Regions from separate parts of the Pan troglodytes genome. Here all the other regions are linked to region 3. Evidence: chromatin contacts called from public HiChIP or PLAC-seq data. All regions are on one chromosome and are shown on one strand. The core of a region is the stretch at or near the end of the contact, and the rest is flanking DNA. Distances in the headings are between cores, read along the strand shown. Region 1 holds the start of DPAGT1 (dolichyl-phosphate N-acetylglucosaminephosphotransferase 1). Region 2 holds the start of HMBS (hydroxymethylbilane synthase). Region 3 holds the start of MCAM (melanoma cell adhesion molecule).

Region 1 (4,397 bases), core at 327-2,826, 220 kb before region 3:
TGGTCACTCACTAGTGCAGGTGTTACAATAACCCAAAGTGGTCTTCTCATTCCCGGTTTTTTATTCTGGTAAGTGGTGAGGGGGGCGGAGGGAGGAAAGCACCACTGCCAGAGTCCCAGATATACCCAAGGGTCCCTACCCATCCTTTCCCCAATGCGAGTAAGTTCTGCTCATCACCTCTCCGAGTTCCAGGCTGCCTGGGTTAGTTCTGAGTCTTCACGTGTGGTCAAGCACCCCGGTCCCCGCCCCTGCCCTAGCCACTCCTTCCTTAGCCCTTGCCCCCTGCCCAGACCCGTGTGCCGCTGCTCACATCTGCTGTCGGCTGGTTTTGTTGAGGTCCTGACCACAGAGGCGCGCAGCAATGAAGTGGCCCCGGAAGGCCGGGATGAGGGTGACTGTGGCCACAAATCCCAGCAGCGAGACGATCAAATTGATCAGCAGCGGCATGGGCAATTCCGAGAAGGCCCACATGGTGACCGGTCAGGGGCCCGGCTCCGCCGCCTCTTCAGGTAACGGGCAAGCTGAGCAGCAGTCCTGAGGCCTCAGCAGTATGGAGTGGCCGCTCCCCACAGGCAGGCTCTTCCCACACCAATCTGAGCAAAACCCAACAACTCTAACTTGAGCCGCCCTCGAGACACCGGAGAACCTCTCTAAGGCAACCTATGTTCTGCCCCGCTGCACCCGCCTATCTACTGTTTCCGCCCGGATCTTGTTCGCTGAACAACCATTACTGCGGAAGGCGGCGGCCGCCATTTTTAATATGGGCATTAGAGGGTGGGGATGGAAGTGCAAGAGAAGTGTGATTCCAAATTTCATCCTATGTTCAAGAGTAGAATCACCGAGAGAGTACTGGAAACGCAATTAAAGAAAGGCAGCCAAGAACGGATACTTCCCTAACATTATGTTAAAGATGTACTACCCAGAGCGGAAATGCCAATTGCCCGGTTCCAAGATGAATGCCTCCTTGTACCACGTGTCTGACACCGCTCACATTCCGGTTCCACGTCAGTTTTAGCTCCGTCCGCCTCCATAGGTCAAGCTTAAAGGGCCCGTACCTCTCCCTTAATCTGGGATGCCTCCGGCTCCAGGAAGATGGCTATTGAAAGGCAGGGGGTGGGGAGGAGGGACGAGGGTGTGGAGACGCGCCAGTTTCTTGCAGGAAACCTGTTGCCAACATAGTCGGAAGCCAAGGTAAACACAACTCAGTTCCCGGAAACGCAGCTACGGTTTGGAAGGATGGTGTAAATTCTAAAGCGTAGATCCTTGAAAAGCCCCTCCCACTCTGTTTTTCGTGTCCTCGATTCTGGTATTTTTTTCTCAGCATCCCACCCACCTTCTGCCCCAGCTGTAGCAGTTAGTTGCCCGGCAACCCAGCGCAGCACTTCACTGAGGGATTGGGAGTACCCTCAGGTCTTGGATTTAACTCGAGACTTCAGCTTGGCCGTGGATCACTGCATTGTACCTAGCTCCCACAAGGAGGAGATGGAGATTTCCAGGCTGAGGCTCTGGAAAGAGCTGAGGAGGGAGAGGAATCAGACCCACAACTGACTTCCTGTGAGTCTGAGGAACTCCCAGTCAGGTTTCTTCCTGTAGGTCACTGTGCATTTTGCTTGGCCTCCTCCAGGTCGCTGTGCATTTTGCTTGGCCTGTTCCCCTGCAAACAACAATTCACCAGCTTTTTTTTTTTTTGAAACAGAGTTTCGCTCTTGTTGCCCAGGCTGGAGTGCAATGGCGCGATCTCGGCTCACCGCAACCTCCACCTCCCAGGTTCAAGCGATTCTCCTGCCTCAGCCTCCCGAGTAGCTGGGATTACAGGCAGTAGCTGGAATTACAGGCCTGCGCCACCACGCCCGGCTAATTTTGTATTTTTAGTAGAGACGGGATTTCCCTATGTTGGTCAGGCTGGTTTGGGACTCCCGACCTCAGGTGATCTGCCCGCCTTGGCCTCCCAAAATGCTGGGAGTACAGGCGTGAGCCACCACGCCCAGCCAGTTCACCAGCATCTTTATTACCTTTCATTCCCCGACGGCTCTTAGGCGGCAAATGATTTCCATTTGTCAGAGAGGAAGTCACCACCAGTGAGTTAGGGAAAGGACTCCAATAGCCTAGCGCTTTGTCCACTCTTCCCTCTATGGCATGTTCCAGGAGTCAGGGTCGTGTTGACTGTTTTTAAGCCGAAGATAGTTTCTTCTTTCCCTCAAAATCAGATGTAGGCCGGGCGCAGTGGCTAACGTCTGTAATCCCAGCACTTTGGTAGGCGAAGGTGGGTGGCTCACTTGAGGTCAGGAGTTCGAGACCAGCCTGGCCCAACACGGTGAAACCCCGTCTCTACTGAAAATACAAAAATTAGCCGGGTGTGGTGGCACATGCCTGTAATCTCAGCTACTCAGGAGGCTGAGGCAGGAGGATCGCTTGAACCTGGGATGAGGAGGTTGCAGTGAGCCGCGATCATGCCACTGCACCCCAGCCTGGGCAACAGAGGGGAAACTCTGTCTCAAAACAAACAAACAAACAAACTAAATCAGATGTGAAATGGCTTTTCTACTTGAAAATGGCTCTAATTAACAACAACAAAAACCCAGATGTGTATAAAATACATAAATTTTCGTAATTTACTTGCTAGTATTCCACCAGATTTTCAGTACTTATCCCACTGCTATTATTTTTCTGTGTGTGTTGTGTGTATGCACGTGTGCCCCTTTTAAACTAGAAACTCCCGGGAGGCAAGTGTTTTCTCTTCCACCGGGTGTCCCCATGGGGCTAGGAACACAGACATCTGTGTACAAGGAAGGCATCATCACACATAATGAGGCTGAGGCTGAAAGGAGGACTGAGGGCAATAGGTGCATATGGAGGGAGCAATTAGTTGTGACCAGAGTAAGTGGTCTTGAGGAAGAGAAGTATCATTTCAGTAGATTATAAGAGTAGAAGGACCTTTCACAGGCAGCGACAGTGAGACGCCAGAAGCAGGTGGAAGGGAGGAGCTTGTGGGATCCCAGAGGAGGCAGCATTCAGTTATCTTGTTGATGACGAGTATACTGAGACTCCCGGGAGGTCTGAGAGCCAGTCTGTATCTATTTCCTTTTTTATTAGGAGGCCAATCCTAATAAATCTTCCTTCCCAGCCTGTATTGGGAAGCTTTGTCTCTTTCTTCTCCAGAGATCATTAGCCCTCCCTACCACCACCCTCCTGGGGAGGGTGGGAGGACATAATCAAAGACAAGAGAGACTAAGGATTCATCATCCACATATACATGTTACTATCAGAAAATGGTTACTAAGATACTTGTCAGATAATCTGAGTATTTTTGTTCCCATGATGATAAAGTCCCAGTTGATGATCAGACTAATCAGAAGGAGAAACAAACACATGACTTTTGGCTTCACTTGAAATTGTGTGCCTTCCCTGGTAAAAGTTCAAAGCGTTTTCCTGAATGCTGAAGCCGGCCCTAGGATTCACAGACCAGTTGACTTGTCAGTGGCCCTGGACTGAGCAGACAGTGTTTGAGATGCACATCTCTTCTAAGTAGCCGTGAGTGGCTCCCAATGAGCAAGGACAATCCACTGAATCTGATTGTTAGACAAAGCCTGTCCCAAAAATGTTTCATAGTGCCACAAAGCCAATGAGACCCCTCTGGATAGTCTGGGGCTGTGATACTTGCAGGACTCTATCTGTGGCTCTGTCCAGGCAGCTGAATCACTCTTTTTCCTTTTCCTCCCACCTCTCCCCTCTTAGTCTAGAAAAAAGTTGTTAATTAAAAGCAAGCCCCAGGATTTCCCATTCCACTGGTATGGCATGAATGATATTTCAAAAGACAGAAATGGCATAGAAATTCTCAAAGCATACTTGAGTATTTTCTGTTAGACTTCTTAAAATTACAAAGTTTGTTAATCCCTACTATGTGCATAGGAAGCTCTTCAGTACTGTGGAGGATACAAACTAATATAATTGCAGTTGCTTGCCCCCAGGGAGTCTACTTCAGCATATTTAGAGCATCTTGGTTGAATTTGAGGGAAGAGAGATGACTAAGACATGGTTCCCACCCCTAGGCAGCTTCCTGATGCATGGAAAAAGCAGACATATAAACAATCAGCTAGACTCTAAGGCAGAATGTAAGTGCTAGAGGTCTAAGTAATGGAAGAAAGAGGGAGGACTAGGCTGGGCACAGTGGCTCTCACCTGTAATCCCAGCACTTTGGGAGGCCGAGGCGGGAGGATGACCTGAGGTCAGGAGTTCGAGATCAGCCTGGCCAACATGGTGAAACCCTGTCTCTACTAAAAATAACAAAAATTAGCCAGGCATGATGGCGCATGCCTATAGTCCCAACTACTTGGTAGGCTGAGGCAGGAGAATCACTCAAACCTGGGAGGTGGAGGTTGCAGTGAGCCAAGATCTCG
Region 2 (4,456 bases), core at 307-2,806, 240 kb before region 3:
CACATGGGTGATTTTTTTTTTCTTCTTAAGACAGGGTCTCACCGGGCGCGGTGGCTCATGCCTGTATTCCCAGCACTCTGGGAGGCTGAGGTGGGCGGATCACCTGAGGTCAGGAGTTCAAGACCAGCCTGACCAACATGGTGGAACTCCGTCTCTACTAAAAATACAAAAACCAGCTGGGTGTGGTGGCAGGTGCCTGTAATCCTAGCTATTCAGGAGGGTGAGGCAGGAGAATTGCTTGAACCCGGGAGGTGGAGGTTGCGGTGAGCTGAGATTGCACCATTGCACTCCAGCCTGGGCAACAAGAGTGAAACTCCATCTCAAAAAAAAAAAAAAAAAAAATGGGCGTCTCACTCTGTCATCCAGGCTAGAGTGCAGTGGCACCACCACAGCTCACAGCTACCTCGACCTCCTGGGCTCAAGCAATCCTCACACCTCAGCCTCCTGAATAGCTGGGACTACAGGTGTGTGCCGCCACACCTGGCTATTTTTGTATTTTTTGTAGAGATGAGGTTTTCACCATGTTGCCCAGGGTGGTCTCAAACTCCTGGGCTCAAGCAATCCTCCTGCCTTGGCTTCCTAAAGTGCTGGGAATATAGGTGTGAGCCACTGCACCCAGCTGGGTGATTATTAATAATCATGATTGTTAATTATGTTCATGATTACAGGCGCGGTGGCTCACGCCTGTACTCCCAGCACTTTGGGAGGCCGAGGTGGGCGAATCACCTGAGGTCAGGAGTTCAAGACCTGCCTGACTAACATGGAGAAACCTCATCTCTACCAAAAATACAAAATTAGCTGGGTGTGGTGGTGTGTGCCTGTAATCCCAGCTACTCGGGGGGCTGAGGCAGGAGAATTGCTTGAACCCGGGAGGCGGAGGTTGCAGTGAGCTGAGATCGTGCCATTGCATTCCAGCCTGGGCAACAAGAGCAAAACTCCGTCTCAAAAAAAAAAAAAAAAAAATTATGTTCATGGGAAAGCACTTTTCCTAACAAGCCCTTTTCTCACTACAAGTATGTAGCGTTTGTGCTCCCACTTCAGTTACTTGTCTTTAGGCATGACCTTTAATCTCTCTGAACCAGTTTCCTCATTTTAAGAATTGAAATGCTGGCTGGGCCAGTGGCTCATGCCTGTAATCCCAGCACTTTGGGAGGCCAAGGCGAGATGACTGCTTGAGTCCAGGAGTTCGAGACTAGCACTGTGCAACATAGTGAGGCCACCTCCCCGCTGTCTCTATAAAAAATCTAGAAATTAGTCCCACGTGGTGATGTGCGCCTGTAGTCCCAGCTGCTTGGGAGGCTGAGGTGGGGGGATCGCTGAAGCCGGGAGGTCAAGGCTGCCGTGACCCGTGGTCATGCCGCTGCACTCTAGTCTGGGGACACAGTGAGACCCCGTATCAAAAAGAAAAATGCTGCCTATTTCAAGGTTGTAGCAAAGCTAAGTTTGAACAGAGCAAAGGAAGCGCCATAGAAGCTGCACTACTTGCTCATGTCACAGCTGGGGAATGGGGAGGTCGAATGGGGAGGTCCACTGTCGCAATGTTCCAATTCCCGCCCAGAGGGAGGGACCTCCCCTTCGAGGGAGGGCGCCGGAAGTGACGCGAGGCTCTGCGGAGACCAGGAGTCAGACTGTAGGACGACCTCGGGTCCCACGTGTCCCCGGTACTCGCCGGCCGGAGCCCCCGGCTTCCCGGGGCCGGGGGACCTTAGCGGCACCCACACACAGCCTACTTTCCAAGCGGAGCCATGTCTGGTAACGGCAATGCGGCTGCAACGGCGGTGAGTGCTGAGCCGGTGACCAGCACACTTTGGGCTTCTGGACGAGCCGTGCAGCGATTGGCCCCAGGTTGCCATCCTCAGTCGTCTATTGGTCAGAACGGCTATCTATTTTTTTTTTTTTTTTTTTTTTTTTGGTCCGAGTAGCTTTTAAAGGGCCAGTAGCTCGGTTGCCCTCCGGAAGGAATGGGGAAATCAGAGAGCGGTGATGCTGGGTTAAGAGTGGAAAGATTGTTTGGAACGGAACTCCGGTCCCTGCGGGCATCTGGGTGGGATTCCCATCAGGCCTGGGATGCACGGCTCTAGATTTAGTGACCCAGACCAAGAACGTTCGTCTACACAGACGGGGTCCTTTCATTCGAGGCTGGGCTGAGGCGGATGCAGATACGGCCCCTTTGGGAAGACACGTTCCACTTTTGATTCATAGGAGAGAGTATCAGCCAAGCCTCCGAACTGCACACAAACGTCTTAGAAGTGCGCCTTCTTTTTGTGTTATAGTGGTCTCCCAGCCACAGCCAACGCTCCAAGTCCCCAGCTGTGACACACCTACTGAATTACTACCGTGGGTGGGAGGCCGCCGTGGGCCTTTCCATTAAGAGCCTGCTTGCCGAGCCCTGGGCTTGTGCACAGACAAACTGCAGAGCTGGTGGAGGCCACTGCCAGGCCGAGATAAGAGAGAGATGGGGAGCTGCTAATCTCCCCCTGTCCAGCCTGTTGGTGAGGGCTGGGATCTTTGCTCTTGCAGTCATTCCAGAGCCCTGGACTAGGAGTAGGAAGATCTGAATTGTAGCCCCAACTCTCTTTCGGTTATTAGCTCTGTGACCCTAGGCAAGTCACCTCATCCCTTGATGCCACCCGTTGCTTCTGTAACATGGTCCCAAAGGTGCCTGTCGTGTCCACCTGATAGGATTTTTGAGACGACAACAATATGCAAAAGCAATAGCTTCAACATAGAAGTGCTCAGTGTTTTATTTTTTAATGAAACGGTTTGACTTGGATATGCTGTGCACATTCAATGAACTTAAGGAATTGTTTGAACCTAGTAGTTCTGGGACCTTAGAGTCCTTTCTGTGGGCTCCCTGTGGCCCAGAATTTTGGTGGCCACGTTTAATATCAAGCCTAGCCTAATTTGCAAAGGGTCTCCCAGGGTTAATTTATTGGAGTGATCACATGGAGTAGACCAGAGTCTGAGGGCAGAAAGCTGTCACCTGCTCCGGCAATAGAGGCCCCAGATGTCTGGGTGCAAAAGAACTCCATAGCACCCCGGCCAACATGGTGAAACCCCGTCTCTACTAAAAATATAAAAATTAGGCCGGGCACAGTGGCTCATGCCTGTAATCCTAGCGCTTTGGGAGGCCGAGGCAGGTGGATTGCCTGAGCTCAGGAGTTCGAGACCACCTAGGGAACACAGTGAAACCCCGTTTCTACTAAAAATACAAAAAATTAGCCGATGTGGTGGCATGCGCCTGTAGTCCCAGCTACTTGGGAGGCTAAGACAGGAGAATCGCTTGAACCTGGGAGGTGGAGGTTGCACTGAGCCGAGACCGCGCCATTGCACTCCAGCCTGGGTGACAGAGCGCGACTCCCCCTCAAAAAAAAAAAAAAAAAAATATATATATATATATAAAATTTAGCTGGGCATGGTGGTGTGCGTCTGTAGTAGTCCCAGCTACTTGGGAGGCTGAGTCAGGAGAATCGCTTGAACCTGGAAGGCAGTGGTTGTAGTTAGCTGAGAACATGCCACTGCACTCCAGCCTGGGCAACAGAGGGAGACTCTGTCTCAAAAAAATAAAAAAGGAACTACATAGGATGAACATCCCAGATCAGGGAATGTTGACTGTCGACAGTATCAGTATCTACAGTGGCTACTGTCTGATGTAGAAAGAAATGGGATCAGGCTAGGCGTGGTGGCTCACGCCTGTAATCCCAGCACTTTGGGAGGCTGGGGCAGGAGGATCACAAGTTCGAGACCAGCCTGGCCAACACAGTGAAACCCCGTCTCTATTAAAAATGTGAAAATTAGCTGGGCATGGTGGAACATGCCTGTAGTTCCAGCTTGAACCCAGGGGTGGAGGTTGTAGTGAGCCTAGATCACGCCACTGCACTACAGCCTGAGCAAAACAGTGAGACTCTGTCTAAAAAAAAAAAAAAAAAAAAAGAGAGAGAGAAATGGGACCTCCGTCTTAGACTGAATAATTCAGTTCTACGTGCTTAGCAGTGAATACTTTTGTCCAAGGTACTCTGGCAGGAGGAAGAGGCGTGTCCTCTTGAGTTTTTGACTTGGGCTCTGGCCTGTTAATATTTCCATGTTGGTGAAACCAGAGGCAGCACTCTAGGTGAACAAACTTTAGGCAGCGCAGCCTCCTAGTCTTATGGAACATCTGAGGCAGAAGAAACCTGAGTCCAACCTCTTCATTTTATAGATGAACAAACAGATCCTGATGGGACAGTATACCCAAGGTCACCCAGCCAAGAGGCTGAGCAGGACTGTACGTCAGATCTGTTTACCTCAGTCCTTAATGCATGCAGTCCAGCCAGATTAAGGGACCCTTAATACTGTCAGCTTTCCCCACTGTGGGATCTTCATCCTCTTGACTTCTTTTGTAGCCAGACATCTGGGCCTCTTGCTGGAGAAGGTGGCAGCTTGCTGCTGTTAGACTCTAGTCTACTCCATGTGGCAT
Region 3 (4,547 bases), core at 1,748-4,247:
CAGCTCTTTTTAAGAGATGGGGTCTCGCTCTGTCATCCAGGCCAGAGTGTGGTGGCGCAATCCTAGCTCACTGCAGCCTTCATTTCCTGGGCTCATATGATCCTCCTGCCTCAGCCTCCCAAGTATCTGGGACCACAGGCACACACCACCATGCCTGGCTAATTTTTTTATTTTCTGTAGAGACAGGGTCACCCTATGTTGTCCAAGGTGGTCTTGAACTCCTGGCCTCCAGAGATCCTCCTGCCTTGGCCTCCCAAAGCACCGAGATTACAGGTGTGAGCTACCACACCTGGCCCAAGGGTGGCTTTTGGGAGAAAGGGCTACTCACGGTTCTTCTCCTCCTTCAGAGGCCGGCCATTCTTGTACCAGATGACTTGAGGAATGGGGTACCCGTTCCTCCCTACACAGGTAGCGACCTAAAGAGCACAGGGTGTGAGTCTCCCTGCCTCCGAGCCCCCTTCAAGCCCCATCTCAGCGGCTGCGCACCAGCTGCCCAGCCCACCTGCCACACATCTCACCTCCTCAGGCTCCTTACTGTTCACAGGGATGCCCAGGGGGTTGACCTGGATGTTTGGCTCCTCCGGAGCTTCTACAAGAAAATAGAAATGAGGGGGACATCTGGCCACGTCCCACCACCCTCACTACCCTGCTGGCAGACACAGGGTCACGCACTGTAGACGCGGAGCTGGATGCGGTACTCCTGGGACCGAGGGCGCTTGCCCTGGCACAAGAAGATGCGCTCGTCTTGGGGGGTGACTTGAGTCAGGGCCAGAGTAGCCCCTCTGTCCTGGAGGCTGAGCCGCTGCTCGTACTCCCCAGGTTCGCTCTGGCCCTGGCCCTGGCGCACACGGAAGATGAGCGTCCGCTTCTCCTTGTGGACCTAATGGGAGGAGACACAGAGGAGGAGAAGGGTCCTGGGCTACAAGAGGGGCAGAGTCTCCCTCCCCGGGCTGCTCTTGCAGGAGCCCAAGCACTCACAGAAAACCAGTCGACATGGCTGAGGTTGCCTTGGGACTGGGAGAGGCCGCACTTCAGAAGGGCTGTGCTGCCCACTTCCACCTCCACCAGCTCAGGCGCAGGCTGCTCAGCCTCTCCGGGCACACCTGGGGGAGGGAGGCGGGGCCCCCGCAGCTGTGTCAGCTCCGGCTGCTGTCCGCCCCTCCCCTCGCAGCGCTGCTGCAGCTGTTTTTCCTGCCACTCAGAGGGTCTGCAGAGGGCCCTGTCCTCTGAACGCTCTACCCCCCGACCCGCGCCCCACCTGGGCCAGCCCTCTCCCCGTCCAGGAGATCCCAGGTCCTTGGAGCCGAGCAGAGATTGAGCAGAGACTGAGCACCGAACAGCTCCAGCTGAGGCTGGTAGAGGGGCAGAAAGGGGCAACCTAGGCTCGGGGCCAAGAGGAAGGCCCCTTTCCTTCCAGGCCCCCTCCTCTCCGGGTGAGCTCAGAGTGTGGGAATGCAAAGCATGTGCCAGGCTGGGGCACACAGGCCCTTTTGTGTCACCACCGCCAGGGGAAGACACCACTGCTCTACCCTCTGCCCTCCAAAATCCCTGCCCTAACTCCCCAGCGGGCTAACTCTGGCGGAAGTTCCGGTCTCATGCTCCCTCAGCAGCACCTCCATGAACACTCCGCACACACCCGCGGACCCCACCCTAGGTAGCTGGTAAGGATGGAGAGGTCAGAGTCTCCCCCAGGGGTCAGGGCAAGGGCCAGGCAGTGGGCAGGAGTGACGTCAGTGGTGCCAGCGTGCTGCCAGCCCTGTGAGGAGGTGATGTCACTCGACACCATCTGCCTGGGCTCTGGGATGCCTGGGTTGTTACCTTGGCTCTCGGACAAGGAGGGCAGTGGAAGGTGGGGTCTCCAACCCAGAGCCTCAGACCCCTGACTCCTCCCAGAGCTAGAAGAGCAGGGCAGGGTGGAGCTGGACCGGCTGCAACTGTGGAGCCCGATTTAGCCCTTTCCCCAGAAATAAAGTCAGCCTGGGAGGCAGTAGCCTGGAATACCCCAGGGACATGGTTGGCACTGGGCACGAGGCCAGCGAGCTGGGTATTGCCTAGCCCTCCCCTTCCCCAGCCGGACAGCGGCTGGGACGGCGGAATGGGAGCCAAGAGAAACACGCGACACCGCTGCGGGCCATACAAGGGCAGCGTGGACCCGAGAGCGCCCTGCTACCAGGCGGATCCGGAGAAACGCTCCGAGGTGCCCGGGCGCACTTCCCACCTGAATGTGGTCCCCAAAATAAGCCAGCGGGCGCTTCCAGTATGGGAATCCTCCATCCCTCATCTCTGTCCCCTATGATCCCATCACTCGGGGAGGCGCGAGGCGACCCACACCGCCCCGCAACCCCTGCCAACGCCCAGCTCGGGCGGGAGCCGCCGAACCTCCCGCTCTCGCTCACCTCCAGCCTGGCGTGATGCCCAGGCAGAAGGGGGAAGGGGTGGGTCGGCGCACCCCCTCCAGCGAAGGAAGCTGCCTTTTCCAGCAACAGGCGGGCGCGGAATTCAGGCTTTGAGGATGCGCCCCAGCTGCGCCTCCTGCCCGGCTTCAATTGCGGGCCCCCAGAGTGAGCACCTCAGGGACCACCCACCCCCCAGCACCCCGAAAGGCTGAGCTCCACCCCTTCTCGTTCCCAGAAGCAGCCTCCTCCCCGCCTTCCGAGTGCTGCTCCCGGGATACTCTAGAATCCCGGCTGCAAACTGGCTGCAAAGAAGAGTTGCTCGCGCGCAAGGCGCCCGGGGATCGGGGACCCAGGGAGGAGGCTCGTCCTCCCAGACGCAACGCCCCGACCCCGCCGCGCCGCTGGCTCTGCTCCCTGGCACGCTCCACCGCAGACCCCTAGCCGGGGCGCGGCCCCCCTGCGAACTCACTCACCCGCGACGCGAGGACAGCAGCAGCAGGCGGCGAGCAAGAAGGCGCAGACCAGCCTGGGAAGCCCCATGCTTCCCGGCCGGAGGGCGAGAGCCAAGTGAGCAGCTCGAGGCTGCCGGGGGCTGACGTCAGGGGGGCGGGGGAGGGGGCCCGGAGCGTCCGGGCCCGCCCCGCCCCGCGCAGCCCCCAGCCCCCGCCCCGCGCGCCGCAGCCCTAGGGGGCGGGCCCCGGCGCCGCCAGCCCGGGAGCTGCGCCTAGGAGCGCTGCCGGAGGTAGGCCAGAGCCGGACTCCCAGGCTCCTGGCTTGGGAAGGCTGAGGGGGTAGTGACAGGTGTCTCGGGGTCTGACTGGCCGAGGTGGCAGCGAGGAGAAGCTGTCCCGGATGCCCGGAGTCGCCCCGGGTCGAAGCCAGCCAGGCTCACCGCTGCTCAGCCCCTGCCAGCCAATGTAGCCCCTAGGGGACCTCCTGGGGGAGGAGCAGTAGCGGACCTGGTCCTCGGTGTCCCCAAGGGGCCTCCCACTTGGGCTCCCCTCCCTTGCCACAGAGAATTCAGGCCGGCCTCTATCGCTTCCCAGAACGATGGCACCACTGCCGCTGCCGCCGGCCTGACACTGCCTCAGCCTCAGTGCTGGCAGCTTTGGGAGAAGAACCCTGCGCCAGTCCCACAGACCCAGAAGTACCTGTATGGGGAGTGCAGACGATGCCTTCTGGGCTGTCCCTTCAAACGCAAGCTCCTGCAAGTCTAGCCTTTGACCAGAGAAAGGAAGGAGGGGGCTGAATTCGCAGGCCCAAGGTGTTCACACTTGTCCAGACCTGGGCCTTGAGAATCATGTTTCTTCCCTCTTCACTCTGGAGCCTACCCTGGAACTCAGTTTCCCCTCACCTAAGAGAAAGAAACAGGGAGAAGAAAGAGTTAATGGGCGAGGGTCCCCAGCCTGACCCTGCAAACCTGTTGCTGTTCCTGATGATTGAAAGGATCCCGGCAGCGCTGATCTTCCCCCACCCCATGTCTTCCCCAGCCCTATTGATTGTGGGTCCATAGCTGAGGGAAGAATCAAATCAGACCTGCTTGGGTGGGGAGCTCTGCAGCTCCCCTTCTCCCAAAACGCCGGCTTCTCCCTGGGTCTTCTGGCCTCTTGAACTAAGGCTCTAGGGAGGGGGAGGTGCTCTTGCCTCACTCTGACCCCAGCAGCCTGGCCTCAGAAAAGGGGTCCACATCTGCTGATGCGCCTCCACCAGGGAGTGCCAAATAGGGGCCTGGATTTGGGGAGAGGTCTGTTGCCCAGCGGGGCCACCCCTCTGCTCGCTGGGGGAGGTGGAGGGTGAGCCAGCAAACCCCGGAGATGGCCAGGTGACTTGAGAGCATGCTCCAGGGTGGCGTTTTGATGACGCAGAGATGACTGGAAAACCACACCAGCCTTGTCTTTCAGAGCCTTCTCGACCCCTCCTCCAATGCCATTAGTCTCCAGCCAGAGGCTGTGCAGAGCCCAGGCCCACCGGGCCAGGGGCCTGGAGCCTGGAGCCTGCAGGGAGAGCAAGAGGAGGACGCTGGCTCGCCCTCCAGAGTGAATGTATGGACTGGCCCCAGGCCCAGAGCTGACTAGATGAGAATGTTTTGTCTGCTGGGCTGGAGTGGGAATGGCTGAAGGATGCCGTTTGCCCTGGCAGGCCCGGCTGGGC

What was found. HiChIP or PLAC-seq counts read pairs in DNA pulled down with a chosen protein or histone mark.
Region 1: a contact with region 3 is called in an H3K4me3 HiChIP or PLAC-seq map of stem cell-derived excitatory neurons, with 5 times the contacts expected there. The contact joins the promoter of DPAGT1 here to the promoter of MCAM in region 3. A contact is called at or near these places in 2 of 7 Hi-C or Micro-C datasets (induced pluripotent stem cells and stem cell-derived neural progenitor cells) and 1 of 1 datasets of contacts at active chromatin or transcription factors (stem cell-derived excitatory neurons).
Region 2: a contact with region 3 is called in an H3K4me3 HiChIP or PLAC-seq map of stem cell-derived excitatory neurons, with 3 times the contacts expected there. The contact joins the promoter of HMBS here to the promoter of MCAM in region 3. A contact is called at or near these places in 2 of 7 Hi-C or Micro-C datasets (induced pluripotent stem cells and stem cell-derived neural progenitor cells) and 1 of 1 datasets of contacts at active chromatin or transcription factors (stem cell-derived excitatory neurons).

Annotation. Positions count from the first base shown.
Region 1 is chr9:121,044,864-121,049,260 of NHGRI_mPanTro3-v2.0_pri, forward strand. DPAGT1 (dolichyl-phosphate N-acetylglucosaminephosphotransferase 1) reads right to left here and starts at 1,577. Exons shown (of 9, transcript XM_001165129.6): 1 at 311-1,577. The coding sequence starts at 471.
Region 2 is chr9:121,027,024-121,031,479 of NHGRI_mPanTro3-v2.0_pri, forward strand. It overlaps HMBS (hydroxymethylbilane synthase), which reads left to right and starts at 1,557. Exons shown (of 14, transcript XM_016922120.4): 1 at 1,557-1,778. The coding sequence starts at 1,746.
Region 3 is chr9:121,261,347-121,265,893 of NHGRI_mPanTro3-v2.0_pri, forward strand. It overlaps MCAM (melanoma cell adhesion molecule), which reads right to left and starts at 2,998. Exons shown (of 15, transcript XM_009424323.5): 1 at 2,870-2,998; 2 at 979-1,103; 3 at 673-880; 4 at 519-589; 5 at 329-416. The coding sequence starts at 2,936.